Regions from separate parts of the Mus musculus genome. Here region 1 is linked to region 2. Evidence: chromatin contacts called from public promoter capture Hi-C data. All regions are on one chromosome and are shown on one strand. The core of a region is the stretch at or near the end of the contact, and the rest is flanking DNA. Distances in the headings are between cores, read along the strand shown.

Region 1 (7,112 bases), core at 3,750-6,249, 71 kb after region 2:
TAGCTCAGACTATACTATTGACTTGCTTAGATTAGATGCACGTACATAAAGTTCCACATTACATTTGGATAGTGTGAGCTTTGAAAAAGTCTCTGTCAGTAAGTTCCTTCTTTCTATCTTCGGTTTATATCAGAGGAACTGTCCTGTGTGCTGTATCCCACATTGTATATTCTTCTCAGTACTCCCAGTGCTTCTGTCCCTTGTGAACTGGAGGGTAGATCTGCTTCCTAGTCACGCCCAGCAGAACTCAGCTGAGAAGCTCTGCGGCTCAGTAGGAATGTCCGTCTTCTGAGGTGCCATTGCTCCTCATTGTGTTACACTTATTCTTTTCCTCTCACTCCAGCAGGCACCAGTTCATTAACATAAAACCTCTTTACAGAGATGTTTTTATTTGAGTTCCTTGATTTCCTAGCTTCTAGGCTGGGCTGAGTGTGTCCCTGTGACCATCCTCATGAACTTACAGTGCATGTTCTGGACAGTCCTGTCCAGTGCGCTTTCTACCTGATCTTGGTTCTCCCCCACATCACCTAAAGAAAAACAATGCCATGACTTTCTCTAAAATAGTTGGATCAACAGCTTTAGGGTTGAGCCAGGGAGAGGAAACCCTTGGCAGATGCTTGTGGTATGCAGGGAGAATTAAGGGTCTCGAGTGAGACAGCTCTGCCGTGGCTCTCTGACAGGAACTTCAGCAGGAAAGATTTATTTTTGCTAGTGGTTTCATGGCTGTTTAGTCCCATGTGTTTGAGCAGAACGTGAAGCAGCTAGTGTGTGTAGTAGAGAAGGCTATTTACTCCTGGCGATGAGGACTATGCCTCAAGTCCTCACTCCCAATGGATCTCCTTCCTCCAGAGGTAGGTCCTACCTCCTGAAGTTTCTATAGCCTCCACAAATAGTGCCACTCCCTGGGAAGCAGCTGTTAAAAACAAGCCTGTGGGGATCGTTTATATTCAGACTGTGACAGCGGGGCCCAACATCTGGACTTCATGGTGCATCTTCTTTCCCCTACCTTACAGCAGCTTGGTTCAGTTCAGAAAGGAAAGGGCACAGTAGCACAAGACTCTCCCATCTCCCCTGGGCCCTACTGGGAGGGATTTAGAAAGAGATTCTTTTCACTTTTTTTTTTTTTTTTGTAATAAATTACACCACCTAGCATATCATACCCAGGCTCCCAAACAACCTGCAAGCCCCACCCCAGCATGAAGGTAGGTACCTGGAGTAACTCACTCCTGCTCCTGCTGTAGTTTGGGGGTTTTGGTTGGTTGGTTTTTTGCTTTTTGTTTTTTGGGTTTTTTTCACTTTATACCGCAAAACTGTTTGCTGGTGAAGATGGCTGTACCACGTGTGGTCTGCAGATTCTGCTTTCCATAGCCAAGAGCATACGGAAGTAGATGATGAAAGATGAATCATGCCCTCTGGCGTCTTGCCAGCTGCCCATAAAATGGCATTTCCTTAAATAGATCAGACCTTTAATAGCTTTTTAAAGAACATGTGATCTTTAGGGGTATATTCTGTGGTCCTTAATTAAATTTGTGTGTGTGTGTGTGTGTGTGTGTGTGTGTGTGTGTATGAGTATATATGAGTGTGTATGAGAGTGTGTGTGAGTGTGTGCGCACCTGTTTGTCTATACCTGTGTGTATATGCATATGGAAGCCAGAGGTCTATGCTAGGTATCTTCTTTCATTGCTTTCCACCCTATTCTGAACCTATAATGGTCTCTCACTGATCCTGGAACTCAACAGCTAGGCTAGATGGCCTGCCTGGTTAGCAAGCCTCAGGGATCCTTCTGTCTCTGTCTCCCCAATGCTGGGATTACAGGCGCATGCCACTGCTCCCAGCAATGTGTGGGTGCTAGGACCTTAAGTCCTTGTGTTCACATGGCAAGCAATTAACTGAGCCATCTCCCTAGTCCCCACTTTTCAGTATTTTGTGGCATTTTAAATATATTGAGAGATGTATGTATGTCTTGGCTTTCATATCCTACCCCTAAACTCCCAGTGCTTGCACTTGAAGGGGTAAGAAGACAGGCCCATCTGAAGGCCACTAGCAGGCCTTCCCCCTAGGCTCATGCCATAGAAATGTAAAGGGGCAGGGGACTGGACTTCTCTGCTCCAGGACCTCCAAGGTAGTGTGACAGGTAACATCACGTGTAACCAAGGAAAAAGTATTTTCTATTCACACTGAAGACATTTCCTGGATGAAACTGTGTGTGGCTCTTTAAAGATATAGTTTCATTAAGTAGCCCAGGCTGGCCTTTCCTGGTTCCTCCTGCCTTGGCTTCCTGTGTCACCACAGGTGAGCTCTCATTGGACCTTTCTCGAATTCCTATGTACAGACACATCACAAACTTGTTTCTGTGTCCTACTCCAGACACAGAACTAACTGGTCTGCCAAGTTGAAAAGCCCAAAACCGATGGGAAAACTAAGTGCAAAGTCTGAATTCAGAACTAAAACTGGAGCTATAACGACTAGTACATTTCTCAGCTCCCTCTTGGTTTGTTGGCTTAAGAGGCAGGTGCTCACTCTGTTGCCCAGGCTGGCCTCACACTCAGCATCTCCCTGCCTCAGCCTTAGAATACTGGATTGCACCATTGCCACCCTGCCCAGCCTCTGTTGCTCTCTTTCGTTGTTGTTCCTTTAAGATATTTCTTTTTTTTTAAGATTTATCTTTTTTATTATTATTATGTGTGTGTGTGTGTGTGTGTGTGGCATACGTACAGTTGAGTGCAGCTGTCATGGAGGCCAGAGGCATTGAATGTGCTAGAATCACAGGCAGTTGTAAGAGGCCTGATGTAGGTGCTGGGAACCAAACTTGGGTCCTTCGGAAGAACAGCACATGCGCTTAAAAGCTGAACCAACCCCAAGATTTATCTTAATTTTAATTGTGTGTATGTGTGTGGGTAAGTGCTTGTGACTGCGGGAGGAAGGCAGAGGTGCGAAGGGACTTGTGGGCTGCCTGATGTAGGTGATAGGAACCTGCCGAGCGTTTGGCAGTGTTGCCTGTGAGCACTATTTTGGGGGATGGTGAGATGGTTCAGTAGGTAGGAGTATTTGCTGCCCAGCGTGATGATCTAATTCTGATCCTTGGGATTCACACGGTAAGAGAGAGCCAGCTCTTGCAAGTTGCCTTCAGACCTATGTCCACACACATGGATCGGCTGTCGTGTAGGGCTGGGGAGTAACATCCTCAGCCTGTAGTCCTTCCTCATCTGCAGTGTAGACACATCGCTGGGGCAGCCCTGGAAGGTTAGGATTCGTCTTACACACCAGAAGCTACTTTCTAAACTAGGAATGTCACTGGAGATCTTTGTGGGAAAGTGCTTGGCAGGGTTGCACTGTTGCAGGTTAGTGGCCTTTGTGCTGTGCTTGCCTCGCAAGTGGCTGCTCACACTGTATAAGTGCAGAGGTTTTCTGTCCCCTTGGCTTCTGAGCAGTACTACTGCGTTGCTTGCCCTCTGCCTGTGTGTATTTCCATTCATTTACGTGGTGCTGGGGATTACACCCAGGCCCTCATGCAATGATAGGAAAGTTCCTACCACCAAGCTGCACCACAACCCTTATCTCTTCAGCACTCTCTTCCTCTGCGTACAAGTTCCTCTTCAGTTCTTTGGTCCTCTTCATGCCCCCATTAATGCTTTTTGTCAGCATGTCCACTGCTTTGGAGAGCTCCAGGGTCTCCTTTCCCCTTACTGCCCCACAGTGTCTCCTGGGTGATTCCACTGGGGACACCGATGGTCTTACTCTTTCACTGAATTCTCTCTCATGACCCCTGCACCCATGCCTTGAGGCCCCCTCTGTCTATTTACAAAGTACCTTAAAGTTAACACACTCAGAATGTACCTCCTTGTATGTGCAAACCCTGTGCCCAGTTAATTCTGCTTCTGTGAAGGTCACTACGGGTGTTTGGTTCTGCCAAGAGAAGCTAAGGGCTACCCTTGGCACTCCATGCACTTCCCTTTTATGTATTTAACCTGTTTCCACGTGGATTTACTTCAGCTCCCACATACATCCATAACCTGACTCCCTTTTCTCTGCTGCCACAGGCCTCTACAGTCAGCAGCCCCCTAACACAGCCCCAGCCTGCCAGCTCCCATTGGCTCTTTGGAGTCCACCCAACCACACTTCACTGGGCAACCTTCTGTTGGCCCTAGACTATGTCAGGTCCACATGTGGGCTTCTATTTTACTCCAGGGCCTGGCCTCAGGTGAGGGTCCGTGGAATGGGTAAATGATCCTCAGAGCAACTGCATCCAGCACCCCTCCTCTCTCGTCATCTAGCAGGTACAGTTCCCGGTCCTGGTGCTGGCTCACGTGTAAGCTCGAGTTTAGGTGCGGACCTGAGGTCATCACTGTCTCCTCAGGTTGTCAGTCAAATCCCCTTTACCTTCTATTTAGTTCTTTGAGACTTCCATACAATGTGTTTTGATCATAATACCACCACCACCACCCCAACACACATACATACAGCTCCTTCCAGATTCGTTCCCCTTTCCCTGGCCATTCCCTTTGTGTCTTTCTTTTCTTTAATGTTTCTATGATAAGCTCATAAAGCCTTATTTTAGGCCTGCAGAAAACAGAGCCACTTGAGGAGGCCATACTCATCTTGCTGTTGTGGCACAAATGATGATAGATTGGATTTGTTAGTACCTGCTTCTTTGTAGTGAATAGACAACTCAGACTCTTCAGGTGTCTCCTAAAGGCTTAGTGGTTCACCATCAGAGTGGACTGACATTTATATATCTACTTTCCTGAAGCCTGGGACAGCTGCTATCAGTTACGTGTTCAGGAAATGTGAGGCCTGGCCCTCCTCCCCCATCTACAAGCTTCACACAGTGGTGTTGAGTTGGGTTTTTCTGAGTCACAAACAGTTTAAGTTTATACCAACCAGTTGCCAAGAAAACCACAGGTGCCGTTTTGTTTGGCCACCGTGGGCAGGTGAAGTGACAACAGGACTGACTATATAGAACAGCGGTCTGCAGACAAGTCTGGCTGCCTTTGCTGCTGACCTGAGGGAGGGTGTTTAGCTTTGTACCTGCAGAGGCAGAACATCAGACTGTGCCTGCTTCACTCCGTCATCCGGACTGTAAAAGAGACAGTGAGAGGTTGCTTCTGGTGGCAACAGACTTGGTGAAGGCCCCAGGATTTCCCACCCATCCTGCCAACCTGGAGCCCACTCACAGTCTAGCTTTAGGAACAGATGGTAGCATCTGCAGGGAGGAGCCGTTGGGCATGGGTGATGAAGGGAAAAGCTGTTTCTCTGGTAACATGGTATGACTTTTTATTATTCAGTGTGTTTCTTCTCCAAGCTGCTTACAAATCTTGTCATGATATCACTGGACTGTCATAACCATGTCATGAAGAGCTTCACATGTGGACACGTGGGTGGGGGCTTCCCCTCTTCTGTTTCTAGCACTGAGCTTTTCCCCCCCTCCCCCTTTGCAAGCCAGTTTAGTGTTTGCAGACATTTGTAGCAAGACTTTCAGCCCTGTTCACTACAAATAGCAATAGTGGTTGGAGCCAGGAGACCTGCTCTCTCAGGCTTGTGGGCTTCCCCGCTTCCTAAGGAGCACCCCATGCCCAGGCCTAGCACCGTTCCTCACTGTGTTCGGGAGTTTTTGGAAGCAGGTCTGAGCTGGTTCCTTGGGTTCACTGCTTAATGGACTCATAGTCCTTGGTCACCTTACTTAAATAGCTCATCTCCGGCCACGGGGGGGGGGGGGAAGAGCTCAAGCCTCAGCCAGCTTGATTTTCATCTGAAATGCTATCAACTATCAAAAGCACCTCTCACCTGGAACCCTTGCTCCATCCAGGAGCCGTATCCTGTGTCTATTTTGAGGGGAGGAACAGGGTAAGGAGGCACCAGCAGCTTTTCCCCCAGCAGGGTGGGGTTTGTCTGGAGGAAGCCAGCCTTAGCCAGGCAGCTGGGGTGTAGGAGCCTCTGCTGTGAGGCGCAGTGAAGCCAGGCACGTCCACAGCCCTGTGAGAACTGCTGTGTCCTCGGGAGCGAAAGGGGGCACCGACACAGGAAGAAGAGGTTTGTCTTTTTCCAGCACTCAGTGACCTGGAGTGAGATACTGCCACTGGTCTGCAAGCTCAGAGCTCTGCATGTCACTAAGACACTTCCTGCCCTGCTGTCTGACAAGGCCTGTGCCTCAGCTTCTGCTTCAGTCACTTGGATGCAAGTCCTGGAAGCATGGAAAGGGGTTTTCCTTTTCCTTTTTTCTTTTCATTGTAGTCCCTTTAGTGGACTTTGCTCCTTGGCATTCTGTAAACAAAAGACCTTTCAGTTTCATCTTATACTGGGCCTTGTATACCATGCTGGCCATCACGCCGGGCCCATTCTTTGTCTTACGTACCAAATAGGAAAGCTACCAGCAGTGAGAACTAACTCTCAAGCTACCACCCTCTTTTAAGACTGTTTCAGGGTGAGCTGCCCAGTGGTAGAGCAAGGCCTAGCATTTGTGGGGATTCCCAGCCCAGCGCTGCAAAAATGACAGTAATAGAAAACTTCAGCTAAGCAAGACTTAGAGGCTTCTTTTTTAGTGTTTGAGACAAAGTCTCCAGTTCCTGTGATCTCTTCTGCCGCAGAGAACCCTGGGTTAGTGTTTCATCTCCTAAGTCCCAGTTTTCCTCAGATGGAGCTGGCCACCTTAGATGGCTACGTGCTAAGATTCAGATGAGAAAAGAGACAGAGAGGTAATTACACATGAGTGTATGCCTACACATCTATGTCTGGGAGGGGAGGTGTCTTTCTTCTATTGGCAACTGTTACACACCATTTATTTCAAGGTGACTAGAATATCATCAGAAACCCCTTGGGTGTAGTAGCTATTAGCCAGAGCAGAGACTGTGGGGAGGGGAGGGGAAAAATGGCCAGAACAGAAAATTGGTTAGTATGGTACCAAGACAGAGGCTTCTAATCAGACCCAGGCATTTGGGGAAGAAAGATACCAGTGAACACTGGGTGGGAGCACCTTTCAGTTGCTGTTCACTCTGGGTGGGAGCACCTTTCAGTTGCTGTTCACTCTGGGTGGGAGTGCCCTTCAGTTGCTGTTCACTCTGGGTGGGAGCACCCTTCAGTTGCTGTTCACTCTGGGTGAGAGTGCCCTTCAGTTG
Region 2 (6,536 bases), core at 3,103-5,602:
GGGAAGAAGAAGAGGGAAGGAGGAAGAGAGGGTACAGAGAGAAGGGAAGAGAGAGACTGAGTTTGGCTTGGGCTTTACACATTCTCCAACAAGGCCATACCTCCTGATCCTTCCCAAAACAGTTCCACCAACTAGGGACTAAGCATTGAAGCACATGAGTCACTGGTGGCCATTCCCCCTCAGATAACTACAGTGAATTACATTAAATTATGAGGATGCCTTATACAGATTCCTTACACTGCAGCTTCTCTTTTATTGCAGAAATAATAACAGGCAAGGATGGATGGATGAATGAATGAGAGTGGCTGATCTTCAGGGGGCCCAGATTTGATTCCCAGCACTCAGGTAGTGTCTCAGAACTATCCTTAACTCCAGTTCCAGGGAATCCAGCACTCTCTTTTGGCCTCCACAGGCATCAAACACAAAAGTAGTACACAGGTATGTGGGTAGGCAAGCATCCGTATACATACAAAAAAACTTTTAAAGAGATGCAGGTGTGTTCAGAATGGTGCAGGAACTGGAAGGAAGGAATTCGAAAGTTTCTTGTACCGAGCTGCTGGGAGAAGAGCTCTCCCACAAAGAAAAGCTTTACGGCAGTGTTTCTCAATCTGTGGGTCAAGATCCCTTAGTGGGGTTGAACGACCAAGGTCACTTAAGGCTATCTGCATATCAGATACTTACATTATGATTCATAACAGTTAATACATAAAATTATAGTTAGGAAGTAGCAACAAAAATAATTTTATGGTTGGGGTGGTGCCACATGTGAGGAGTTGTGTTAGGCATAGAGGGAAGGAGGAAGCATTAGAAACGTGAGAATTGCTGCTTTGTGGCATTCTCAGATACTAAGCACATTGGAACAGTGCTTTTGAGTGATACTTTGTTTGAGCTTAGATCAAGGCAGTGAAAAGCTGCAGCAGTAAGGGCATTCCCGTGGCCATGTCCTCATACCCGGGCTTGTGCTCTGTGGCCCTTCACTCTGTTCTTCATAGCAGCTGCAGGCAGATGTTTAGGGGATGCAGATTGGTTAGAGCATGGCTTCTTAAAACTGTGCTGCCCTCCATGTGGGCTGCAGTGCAGGTGTCTGAATGTACAAGGACACCTTGTTTCAGAGTCAAACGTGCTTCCTAGCAGCACCCACCTGCGCTGCATCCTGCGATTTCACTGCAGCCTTGGCTAAACTGAAAAAAGTTTTGGGCAACTTTTGTTGGCAGAGAGATTTCAAGACAGCTTAATATTGTCTCTGTCCTGTGGGTATTACTGATCACTCAGTACAGATCTACATTGAGAAAGAAGAAACAGGACAAAAAAGAAACGACAGAATGTACACTTTGAGAAGAAAAAGAGCACCTGGAAATTAGATGTTGGAACTAAGGTGTGTGCTGAAAGATAAACCTGATGTTAAAGGGAGTAGTGCCCTCAGGGCAAGATGCCACCCAACTAATCCTGCAATTTGTGAAAGGAAAAAGTCTGAGGGATTTCCTTTACCTAAAAGCAACTACAAAGGCACATTTATGCAAATGTAATTCAAGGAGGGGCCAGGTTCCATCTAAAGTAAATTGTCAAACTTGGCAGTTTCAGGCAGTGGTTCTGGCTTTAGAACTCTGAAGGAGAGAAGAGTAAAGCGTATGGATTCCACAGTTAAGGAGAGCTGTATAGGCAGGCACGTGGCAGTGGAGACCCTGCATGGAGGCCTTGAGAGGCCATTTTGTGAAGATGTGAAAGTCATGCCTAGATTGTGTTAGGGGCCACAGAATGTTCGTGAGCCAGGGGGTGCCCACAGGGAGACTGAAAGCAGGTGGTGGGGGTGCTCATGGGGATACAGAGTGCATAGTGGGGACGCCCAAGACAGAGTGTGTGCGCTAGCAAAGCTAGGAGGAAGGAGCTAGCCAAGTACTCCCTTTGACACTGGGCACAGCCACAGGATTTGGAGTTTGCCCTGATGGGAACTAGCCAGCACATGGTATAAGGTGTTCTGTCTCCTGAATGGGTTAGGACACACATTATAAATCTGTAAAGTATTAGCTTCTATAAGTGAACTGAAAGATTGCCAACATTTTTGTTTTGTTATTGAGACATCTGTCTTTCAGATACTTTTATCATGTCGTGGAAATTTTCAGAAATAATTTCTAAAGAGCTGCTTTGTCGTTTTCTTTTCAACATGATGCCTCTTCTATTCTTCCCACAGGTTTGGTTGTAAATGCATCACCAAGAGGCAGCCCAGAATGAAGAAAGCAAACAGGAGTGCTGGCTCAGTGCCTAAGGTGTCTGGGATAAGCAAACCGCAAACAGTAGAGAAAAGCAAGCCTGAGAACAGCTCTTCAGCACCCACAGGAGTCAAGCCTGTGAGGCCTGGGGCAGCAGCAGCCTTGTCAAAGGTATTCACGTAGCTGTATTTGAATATGCAGTGGATTTTAGGCATGTATTTAAATATGTTGAATTTATTAAATGAATATAATTTGGGGTTCACTCTCTGCTAGTACTAGGAACACAGTCTTTGAGGAGATCTTTCAGCAGGGTAACCTTAATTGGTGTTTTGGTCTATCTGTACGAATGAAACTTAACAGTAGGCTCTGTATAAAGAAAATAACCAAGTGCCTGCTTTATACAGGGAATCATGTACAGGTGAGCCAGAGGTAGAGTCTGCCTTCAGGGAGTTTGAGAAGTGAATGGCGGCCGAGAGATGCGTGTAGGAGTACATGAACCACCTGTGTTTCATGTCAAATGCCCAAGGGACAGTAGACAGTGTGGATGGTGCATACTGCTCCTAGTTCAGGAAGGCTTTGTGAAACGAGGGGATGAGACATATGTTAAAGGATGACTGGCTGTCATATTCCTGTGACTTGTTGGCAGTGGTTTTTGTCCTCTGACACGCACTTTTACATCGTCAGTTTCTTTGTTTGTTTTTGGGTTTTTTTGGGACAGGGTTTCTCTGCATAGCCCTATAGTTTCTGGCTGTACCGAAACTCTCTGTAGATCATGCTGGCCCTGAGCTTAGAACTCTGCTTGCTTCTGCTTCCTGAGTGCTGGGGTTAAAGGTCTGTAACCACAGGGCTAGGGAAATGGCTTAGTGGTGAAGAGCAGCGACTGCTCTTCCAGACGACCAGAGTTTAATTCCCAGCACCCACATGGTGACTCATAACTGTGTATAACCCTAGTTCCAGGGATCAAGACATCCTCTTCCGGCTTCCATGGGTACCAGGCACATAAGTGGTACACATATATGTATACAGATAAAATGCTCATATATAAAAAGTGTGTGCCACAAGGCCTAAATTGCAGCATAAATTTCTGTTCTTTTCAAATATTAGTCCAATATTAGTCATAGTTAACATTGGGTTTTTAATTAGTAAGAGCATAGTTAATTTTCTTTAGAGACTGTATTCTTTTTTAGTGTAGAATTGCAATGAGACCAGAGTCTTTGGGGTCAGAGAGATAAGAACATGGCTTCAAAGGGCATGGCCATAATTAAAAGAGAGATTACAAGTGGACAGCACAGATCAAGGACTTAGTACATGGCAGGTGGTAGCAGGGGTTTGTTGTTGAATCTTTTTAGCCAAGGATTGATTTGATTTGGGGAACATAGCAGTTTTCCAGGGGTGTTCTCACTCTTGATGTGTGTGTTCTGTATTGGTTTGGGCCATTCAGAGAATTAGATTGCTGTCTGTCTGTCTTGCACATGAACATGCATGTGTGTACCTTCATGCCACATTGTGGGAGTGAGAGAGGGCTGACTCAGGTTGTCAGCCTTGGTGTGAGGCGTCTTTGCCTGCTGAGCCATTGTCTTCCACCTCCACTTTTTAGAATGTCTTCTTATTATTGTGAGACAGGGTCCTGCTGGCCTCAGGTTCCCTGTAGTCTTCCTCTCTCAGCTCCCCAGGTGCCAAGGTTACAAGTGCACATCACCACATGCAACTCTTAGTTCATACAGAGCCACACCGTCTTCAGCCCTTCCAGTTCACAGTCTACTTACTTACTTGCCTGCTGCTTTGCTCAGCGTGAGATATTTGGGATAGACACTGTCAGCTAGTCCAACAGACAAGGAGAAACAAAGCATGGCCTGAATTCTCCAACAGCCTTTTTTCCAGACAGAGGATTGTAGATTGCAGATTAATTGATTTTAAAAGTACTTCAGAAGAATAGCTTCTGTGGGACTTCCATGTAAGTTCTGAAAGATGTAGCAGGAAATGCTGTTTTGTATTTCAAGGTTGTTAACACTGAACCTGTGCTGATTCAGTGGGTGTGGGGCCCTCAATTTTTCCTTACAATATCCTTGATGAGTGGCTAGTTGTCATCCTGTGGCCTGGAGGATGGTGCCAGCAATGCCCTTTGCCCTACTTCCGCTGTTCTGAATCAACACCCTGAAGTGTTTTCTTGGTGGCAGTGTTGTGACTCTTTCATGTAAGAGAGATGACATGTTCTGACCTAACTGGTTACTTAGTTGCTGGGGCTGTCTTCGGAGTACACACCACCTGTGTGACAGGTGACCTGTTGTTTATGTGACTGGGAGAACAGGTTGAAGTGTTGGTGTTGGATGTGTACCCCGCTTGCCTTCTCTGGGCTCCGTGTCAGACTTACTGTGGTATGTGCACTGAGTAGGCTTGTCACATCTGAGGTGTGGATCTGGTGTGCACTGAGTAGGCTTGTCACATCTGAGGTGTGGATCTGGTGTGCACTGAGTAGGCTTGTCACATCTGAGGTGTGGATCTGGTGTGCACTGAGTAGGCTTGTCACATCTGAGGTGTGGATCTGGTGTGCACTGAGTAGGCTTGTCACATCTGAGGTGTGGATCTGGTGTGCACTGAGTAGGCTTGTCACATCTGAGGTGTGGATCTGGTGTGCACTGAGTAGGCTTGTCACATCTGAGGTGTGGATCTGGTGTGCACTGAGTAGGCTTGTCACATCTGAGGTGTGGATCTGGTGTGCACTGAGTAGGCTTGTCACATCTGAGGTGTGTGCACTGAGTAGGCTTGTCACATCTGAGGTGTGTGCACTGAGTAGGCTTGTCACATCTGAGGTGTGTGCACTGAGTAGGCTTGTCACATCTGAGGTGTGTGCACTGAGTAGGCTTGTCACATCTGAGGTGTGGATCTGGAGCCGCTGATAGTTTGGTCTTGACCAGTGAGTACTTTTCCATTGTGAAGCAAAATTGTTTGCCCAGTTTACACTGTTTACACTGTCTAGCACAGCAGCTGTTCCTGCTTGAGGCTTTGCTACATTAGCAGGCCTGTATGAGTGTACGTGCATGTGTGTTGAGGGTATAGGCAGATTTGGAGTAAGGAGTATCAGCTGTCACACTCTTGGGAACACTTTGCCTATAGGATCAGTTACTGTCACTAAGAAGAAAGCTGTTGTTGATCTGAAATTGAAGACAAGACAGGAAAGAAAAAGTGAAAAAGTAAAAATAAGCCAAAAAAAAAGGGAAACCTTTAAAGAAGGGCTTTGAGGCTTGGGCTCTTGGAATTCAATTCAGTGGTCAAATACTCACCCAGCGTGTGCTGTGCCTAAGGTGCCATCTCTAGCACTACTAAAAGAGAAGAGGTCAGACCTCTCTGACTTGTTACGTCTTGGTTTTCAGAGTTACTGAAGTTCAGTCTGGCACAAACCTCCCATGACTTTCATCCCTGTATCTATAGGAGCATTGATTGGTGGCAGGATAGATGAAGTGTTGTTTTTAATACTTTACCTATCATGTGTACGTACTTCCTCTTCACAAACTCATCACTGACCACCACTCCCATGACCCCTTTCTCACTGTGTCAAGGGTAAAATCACTTGAACTTTTCTAGTGTCTCCTTTCAGATGCCAGCGGTAGTTAAAGAGTTTGGAGGAGGATGTCCGCGACACAGAGATGTGGTGGTGGAAAGTGAGCAGCTATAGCTCTCCCCAGTGAGATGGAGGAGCCCGTCCTCACACTTGTCTGTGCTGAGGTGGGCTCAGTGCTGTCTTCTTCCAGTGTGCTGCTGATCAGTTAGTCATAGTCCCTGAGGAAGCAACAGGGTTCCCATTATACTGAATGGCGTTGTTTTGGTTTTTGGCTTTGTTTTGTTTTTATTTTTGTAAAAATTGATGGATGGGAACCAGTAAGATTCAGTTAAATAACTGATAGTACTCTGTAATTATTTATGATTATACTTTTCTATGATTTTTCTTAGTATAAAAGTTATAGCTTAGTGATAGGTTGCTTGTGTAGTATGGAAAGGGCCCTGGGTGGATCCCTAATGCAACACACACACACACACACACACACACACACACACGAGCAGGCATACACAGGAATACACACATGGGGCAGGGCAGGGCAGGACAGGGGAGAGAGTGAAAGTTAACAGTGTGATAGTTCACCTCTGAAATGTAAAATTTGGAAAGTGATCTTAAAATTTGAGGAAAATATGCAGACTGGAAAATTTAGACTTGACCGTGAGATGTATGTAGTATTATGTAGGATTTCACTCTGTGTCTTCAGTCTTTTTGCCAAATTAATTGAATCTTGCATTTGTTGTTAAAGATGTATTCATAGTGTGTTCATCTGTCAA

What was found. Capture Hi-C pulls out chosen DNA fragments and counts their contacts.
Region 1: a promoter capture Hi-C map of pancreatic islet shows a contact between it and region 2. The contact joins two enhancer-like sites. A contact is called at or near these places in 2 of 39 promoter capture datasets (the C10 cell line and macrophages), 1 of 484 Hi-C or Micro-C datasets (Th1 cells), 1 of 115 datasets of contacts at active chromatin or transcription factors (CD8 T cells) and 3 of 9 other capture datasets (adipose tissue, embryonic stem cells and pancreatic islet).

The regions. Positions count from the first base shown.
Region 1 is chr10:75,298,637-75,305,748 of GRCm38.p6, forward strand. The region is part of intron 13 of Specc1l (sperm antigen with calponin homology and coiled-coil domains 1-like); the gene reads left to right. Among named protein-coding and RNA genes, the nearest start is that of Adora2a, 15 kb to the right of the region's middle. Within about 2 kb of position 5,000, at least 105 of the 459 cell types and tissues checked have an H3K27ac peak or open chromatin away from gene starts, as enhancers often do. A contact at or near this core is called in pancreatic islet, where this site is marked.
Region 2 is chr10:75,228,494-75,235,029 of GRCm38.p6, forward strand. Specc1l (sperm antigen with calponin homology and coiled-coil domains 1-like) reads left to right here. Exons shown (of 16, transcript NM_153406.3): 2 at 2,189-2,378. The coding sequence starts at 2,226. Among named protein-coding and RNA genes, the nearest start is that of Specc1l, 20 kb to the left of the region's middle. Within about 2 kb of position 4,353, at least 38 of the 459 cell types and tissues checked have an H3K27ac peak or open chromatin away from gene starts, as enhancers often do. A contact at or near this core is called in pancreatic islet, where this site is marked.